Regions from separate parts of the Pan troglodytes genome. Here region 1 is linked to region 2. Evidence: chromatin contacts called from public Hi-C data. All regions are on one chromosome and are shown on one strand. The core of a region is the stretch at or near the end of the contact, and the rest is flanking DNA. Distances in the headings are between cores, read along the strand shown.

The links. Hi-C and Micro-C count contacts between places; a contact is called where the count stands out from the background.
Region 1: a Hi-C map of induced pluripotent stem cells shows a contact between it and region 2, with 2.6 times the contacts expected there. The contact joins the enhancer-like site here to the promoter of KCNIP4 in region 2. A contact is called at or near these places in 1 of 7 Hi-C or Micro-C datasets (induced pluripotent stem cells) and 1 of 1 datasets of contacts at active chromatin or transcription factors (stem cell-derived excitatory neurons).

What each region holds. Positions count from the first base shown.
Region 1 is chr3:22,861,694-22,864,601 of NHGRI_mPanTro3-v2.0_pri, reverse strand. ADGRA3 (adhesion G protein-coupled receptor A3) reads left to right here. Exons shown (of 19, transcript XM_001164297.5): 18 at 2,200-2,295; 19 at 2,436-2,908. Among named protein-coding and RNA genes, the nearest start is that of ADGRA3, 130 kb to the left of the region's middle. Within about 2 kb of position 1,646, at least 1 of the 24 cell types and tissues checked has an H3K27ac peak or open chromatin away from gene starts, as enhancers often do. A contact at or near this core is called in induced pluripotent stem cells, where this site is marked.
Region 2 is chr3:22,416,392-22,419,693 of NHGRI_mPanTro3-v2.0_pri, reverse strand. It overlaps KCNIP4 (potassium voltage-gated channel interacting protein 4), which reads left to right and starts at 1,276. Exons shown (of 9, transcript XM_003310257.7): 1 at 1,276-1,498. The coding sequence starts at 1,438.

The DNA of each region.
Region 1 (2,908 bases), core at 397-2,896, 440 kb before region 2:
AAACGGGGTGGCAGGCTCATCAATACTTTCTTGGGGAACGTTTACATTTTTTAGAAGTCCAGGGCTCAGCAGAGAGGACAAGCTAGAGATTGTCTAGGAGGAGCAGGAGACATTTCCTTATGTGGTCACTGAAGCCATGATAATGAATAGGATCTCCCAGGGAGAAGTTAGTTAAGAAAAGAATGATACTTGGACCTTATTAATGTTTAATAGATGGGCCATGGAAAAAGTCACTGGATTTTTGACTGCAGAAAGAGAACACCTGAAACATGGAAGATTTGTGGGAGAGTGGTTCCGTGTTTGACAAGGAGCAGCAGGGGTGCTCCGTGGCCCCAGAGTTATGTTGTAGGATGAGATTTGACACTTCCCTCACTTCTATTAAGAGAAATGAGAGATGATGGTGTTTGGCTCAGAAACTTGGGAATCTTAACCTTAAGCAGCTGTTCATTCCTATAAGGTTCTGAGAAGAAAGATAAAGAGTTAAGGAAAAGTTAGCTGGTGCTTCAAACTCTCTGCAGTCCCCAAATGACTCACAAGTATCCTCTTTGCATTAGACAGCTCAAGCTTCACCCTCTAGCCCTGCTTCCCCCATATCCTTGAGCTTAAGGAAGCCTGAGCAACACTGCTGCCTGCCTGGAGGGTGGGACACGAGATTTGCCCGTGAGACTCTTCTGACCCCAGAGAGGACATTTTTAGCATCATGGTGGTGAGTGGGTACAGCTGACAATAAGATGATAAAGGCAAGAAAGTGGTGGTACCAGCGTTTGCAGAAGGAAGAGAGAAAAGAAGTGGTAGTTCAAGGAAAGTTTTAGAAGATGGGGAAACTTGAATATATATATAAAATATATATTATATATATATAAAATATATATTATATATATATAAAATATATATTATATATATATAAAATATATATAATAAATAATATATATAAAATATATATAATAAATAATATATATATAAAATATATATAATAAATAATATATATATAAAATATATATAATAAATAATATATATAAAATATATATAATAAATAATATATAATATATATTATATATATATATAAGCAGTAGAGAAGCATGCTAGAAATAAGCAATAGAGAAGATTTTAAAGATGCAACTAGGGTTATTTGATAACAAGAACGGGGTAGGGGGCGTTGAAAGAAGACAGAGAGGGTGATAGGACCCAAGATTAATTTTGGAAATAATGCTTTCTTTTCAGGTAAGAAGCAGATGTGAATTAGTATAGCAGGAAGAAGGGGAAGGTCACGTATTATTGGCATCTCTCTAATCTATGGAATAGAAGGCAGAATTATAGTTTTATAGGGTAATTAGTTTTCAGCAGTACTAACATCATGTTAAAGGATTTTAGTAACTAGGTACGAGGAAGAAACAATATATGGACAAATGTATCACAGATATTGCCTTTATCCACCCAGTGCAAGATTTGGGGCCATGTCTCAGGAAGGAGCAAATGCAAAATTAAGATTCTGACTTGCCCAGAATGGAAATTTCTTTTCAGAGAGATCAAGGAGCTCAGAGATGAGCACAGAGTTTTTCTTTGTAGGACCAGTCACTGCTCTGTTTCAATCAGTTTTTATTGCACCATCATTTCCCTTGCTGTCTCCACCTCTCTTTGGAAAAGGGGTCAGGTAGGGCCTCTGCACTCTGTGAAGCTGCTGGGATCCAGATACCCTCCTTACCTTAATCTCAGTGGACTGGCGATGAGGTACACAGCAATGGGCAGTCCTGGGACATGCAGGTTGAGCTGAACATTAGTCAGTAATTAATATGTCATTACATTTTTTGTGTGAACTAAGGCACTTTTCAGTTCACCGGCTGAATCTAAAAGAAGCCAGTTCCCGCTACAAAGAAAAAAAAAGTAAGGGTAAGTAAGCTGAAATCCTACCAGCAGGCTCAGAGTGTTACTTTGCCTGTCCACAAGGTGGCAGAAGCCGATCAGCTTTCCTCTACTCAGAAACTTACTAGACCTTGTGCTTTAAAACAAGAAATCTAAAAAACAAAATAAAAACACATTACTGTTAATAAATCAGCCTCCCAACTTAACTCTCAGCTTATTATTGGAATAAAGATAATAATTAATCTTCAGGGAATGACTTTTGAAGTACTGAGACATTATGAGAGATACATGTTAAGAAATGGAATGATGAGTGGTTTTTCCTGTGATTCCTCCTTCTAGATTTTACCTGATTGGTGGTGGTATCCCTATCATTGTTTGCGGCATAACTGCAGCAGCGAACATTAAGAATTACGGCAGTCGGCCAAATGCACCCTAGTGAGTATTTTATATTCTCTGTGTACTTGACCCAGTTGTTTCTCTTTTAAGTATTTTCTAGGCATTACAGGTGATTGCAATTTCTTAGGTAATTTGTTGAAACGTGTAGCATCGATCTGGTTTACCATTTTCTTTTCCAGTTGCTGGATGGCATGGGAACCCTCCTTGGGAGCCTTCTATGGGCCAGCCAGCTTCATCACTTTTGTAAACTGCATGTACTTTCTGAGCATATTTATTCAGTTGAAAAGACACCCTGAACGCAAATATGAGCTTAAGGAGCCCACGGAGGAGCAACAGAGATTGGCAGCCAATGAAAATGGTGAAATAAATCATCAGGATTCAATGTCTTTGTCTCTGATTTCTACATCAGCCTTGGAAAATGAGCACACTTTTCATTCTCAGCTCTTGGGGGCCAGCCTTACTTTGCTCTTATATATTGCACTGTGGATGTTTGGGGCTTTGGCTGTTTCTTTGTATTACCCTTTGGACTTGGTTTTTAGCTTCGTTTTTGGAGCCACATGTTTAAGCTTCAGTGCGTTCTTCATGGTCCACCATTGTGTTAATAGGGAGGATGTTAGACTTGCGTGGATCATGACTTGCTGCCCAGGACGGA
Region 2 (3,302 bases), core at 27-2,526:
CTCTCAAGAAATATACAAATACATGCTATAAGGGCTCAAAGGACTAAGTAAATTGCTCGTGCGTTTGGGGGTGGGGAGAAGGGCAATAAGGTGTCAATTGAGACCTACTTGGAGAAAGGGGGAAGATTTCACTTGGTGACAGTGTGTATAAATAATCCAGCAGCCATAGGGAAGGCAAGTAGTTTCACAAACACTTAGAAATGGCTTCCACCCAAGTCATGGCCAACTGACCTTGCAGCTGAGAGTGAGAGGGAATTTTAATTCAGTTTGCCTGGAGAACGGGTCAACTTGACCTTTCTTCTGAAAAGAGAGGCTTCATGCACTTGACTCTTGGGGACACAGAAATCTGCATTTTAATTTTGACTTCTCAAACAGTAACCATGGCCACAAGTGGTCTGTTGGTTTCTCTTTACCTTCCCAACTATTCCCGGCCTTACTGTGCTTTAGAAGGGCAAATGACCTTGGGGGTAGTGAGCGATACCTCCTGGTTGACTTGCCTGGGAGATCTCAAATGAAACCCCCCACATGGATGCTTCTTCAAAATGACACCAGTCTATGCCACCCCCTCTCTCCAAGGTGGTATTCTGCACCTCGGCCCTGCGATGCTCACATGGAGTCTAGAGCCAGTGTTTCCCCACACTTAGCCGAGTCGCATGACCGGTTCTAGCTTCAATGGGGAAAGTTTCCTGTCTAGGAGTTCTGGCGCTCTGCCCGGCCCCGGAGAAGGGCATCTCCTTGCGCTTCCTCTCTGGTGTCCTTCGAACTCAGCCTAACTTTGTGCAGCAGTATTTCCAGTCTAGCTGTTCGAGTCGGAGCCCCTGGGGGACGCAGCGGCGCGTTGAGAAGGCGCGGCGCCTTCGAGCCCCTCCCCAGAGCAGGCGCTGCTCGCAGTGACAAGGGGTCCTAGAGGCGCCCGCTGAGAGCCGCTGGCAACTCCCGGGGGTGCCCTGCCCGGCCCGAAGTCACCTCGGGTCTCTTTCGGGTCCATCTGCTCTGTCGCCAGAGGCACCGTGCCACCCGCTGCGCTTTCCTCTCCCCGCACCCCGCCCCCCGCATCCCCAGTCCGGTGACTTGGCAGCAGGTGGCAGGGGCGGCGCCCACGCGGGCGAGGGGCTGGGGTCCCCGCACTCGAGCCGCCCGTGCAGCCCGCCCGCTTCCAGCCGCCGGCGCGAAGCTGCCCGCGCCTCGGCCTCCCCCGCCACCCCGCGCGCCCCCGCCGCCAAGGGCCGCGCAGCGCCCCCGGCGCCCCCCGCCGGCCTCCGCCCGCACCTGCAGCCCGCTCCGCGCGCCCTGCCCGCAGCCGCCGCCGAAGCTCTCGCTCCCAGCGCCACGGACGCCCCCGGGCCAAGCGGCGGTGCGCTCCCGTGCAGACCCGTGGACAGACGCCCCTGGCCGGTGGACTCTCGAGTCTCGCTTCTGCACCCTGCGTCCCCAGACATGAATGTGAGGAGGGTGGAAAGCATTTCGGCTCAGCTGGAGGAGGCCAGCTCCACAGGCGGTAGGATGCAATAAGCTTGCGAGCGGGCGCCCGCTTCCGCCCTCCTTCCCTCGCGAGCCAAGACGGCTGCCCCTTCCCTTCCTCGGCTGGGGACGCTTGTTGCCTTCGCTGCATGAGACACAGTCACCTGGCGGGACTGGGAAGGGGAGGTGGGAGCGGCAGGAATGGGGTGCAAAGGAGAGGGGGGTGCATGCAAGATCCAGGTCGGGGAAGAAAAGATGTTTGAAGTGTGTTTGAAACTCGCCGGTGGCAGGGTCCCCTGCGATCCTGTGCGTACTTTTGCCTTCTCTGAAAATTTCCGAGGTTGTTTATGCATCTGCCAGATGACTCCAGACCGCACGCTTCCTTCCCCTAACACCTGGGGATTAATGAGCTGAAATAGTATTGATCCTCGCCTTCCACTTTTCCTTCATGCCCCCACACGTTTCTTCATTACAACTGTATTTTTGTCCCCTGGTAATATACTGGCGGCATCTTGCCCATGTCAGATTCTAAAGCAGAAGCGTATGGCTTGTTTTATGGCTAGCTTCAGTTTAGTGTGTTCAGAGAAAATAGTCCTCAGTGACACTTGCAAATAATTTATATACAGTACAGCCTTGGAAAGGTATCGGGCACTGTGTTAGGAGCTTGGCTTTCAGAGAAACGTGCGTTCTGCGAAAGCAGGGAGAAATGTTTTGCTGTTTGGTGGGATCCATAGAGAAATAGGGGACGATGCCCTTCCACAAAGCGTCTTGGGTTGCATCGATTTGTTATTAGGTGGTTTTGATGTGTACAGAGTATTTTACAGGAGCCGGAAAGAGAATGGAAGTGATTTTGGGGCACATGAGAGTGATAAAGGTCTGGACCTCTCCCTGATTACATAAGCTAAGGGGTCACATATGGCTATAGCATAGTTTGGGTTTAGAGGGTGAAAAACTTGGACTCGAGGGCTGTAAACTTGCAAGCAAAGAGGTGTTTCCACTTGCTGACTTCTTTAGTACTCAGGGAAATGGAGTCACCTCAACAACTTGAGTCAATCGTTCGAATTTATGGCCATGAGAAATGGAAATGGACACCCTCCCTTTCTTTTCCTCACTCCAATAGTTAAGGTCATCGTAACCGGGAGGACACTAGTCTCACTTGAATATGAAAATTTAAAGAGAACAGTCTTAATCCTTTTGGACTGGAAAAAGTAATATGAACATCACCTGTAAAGCCCCACATTTGACTTGTAACTGTGTTTAGTTCTGTTTTCACTTATGCCTGGAGATGCCCACTCATTACGAGCCAAGCATAAGTAGATTATCTCTTGTGAGAAATGCTTACAATCTTTAAGAGATCAAATGTTTCCTGAGTGGCGTGTTTAATGTAGAGGGCTGAGTAGTTTTTGGGTGTTGAGTTGAGTTCGTAGGGTCTCTGTCTTTGCAGTTCTTTAGAATAAACAGGGTAGAGGGCTAGCGCTGTCCTATTAGAGACACATTCACACATGGCAGCCCAGGGAACTCAAGGCTGGAGCAGATGGCAGGAATGTCGTCTCAGGATCTGGATGGCTTGCATTGCTTGGCTCCTCAGTGACCACAGCTCTTTGACTGTGCCTGTTCTTCCATCAACCGAATGGGGATTGAATCAGCATGTCTAGACTATGCACAGGGTCATGGGTGGCCATAATCACTATAAATGGGAAATGAAGATGAAGTCACACCTGGGGAGTACTATACATTTAATAAAGCAAACCTTTTACTGCTATCTCCAGAATCAGCATGTGTTCACTGTTTATTTAGAGAACAGAAATATGTTGATTTATACCTTGGCTAAGGTGAGACCA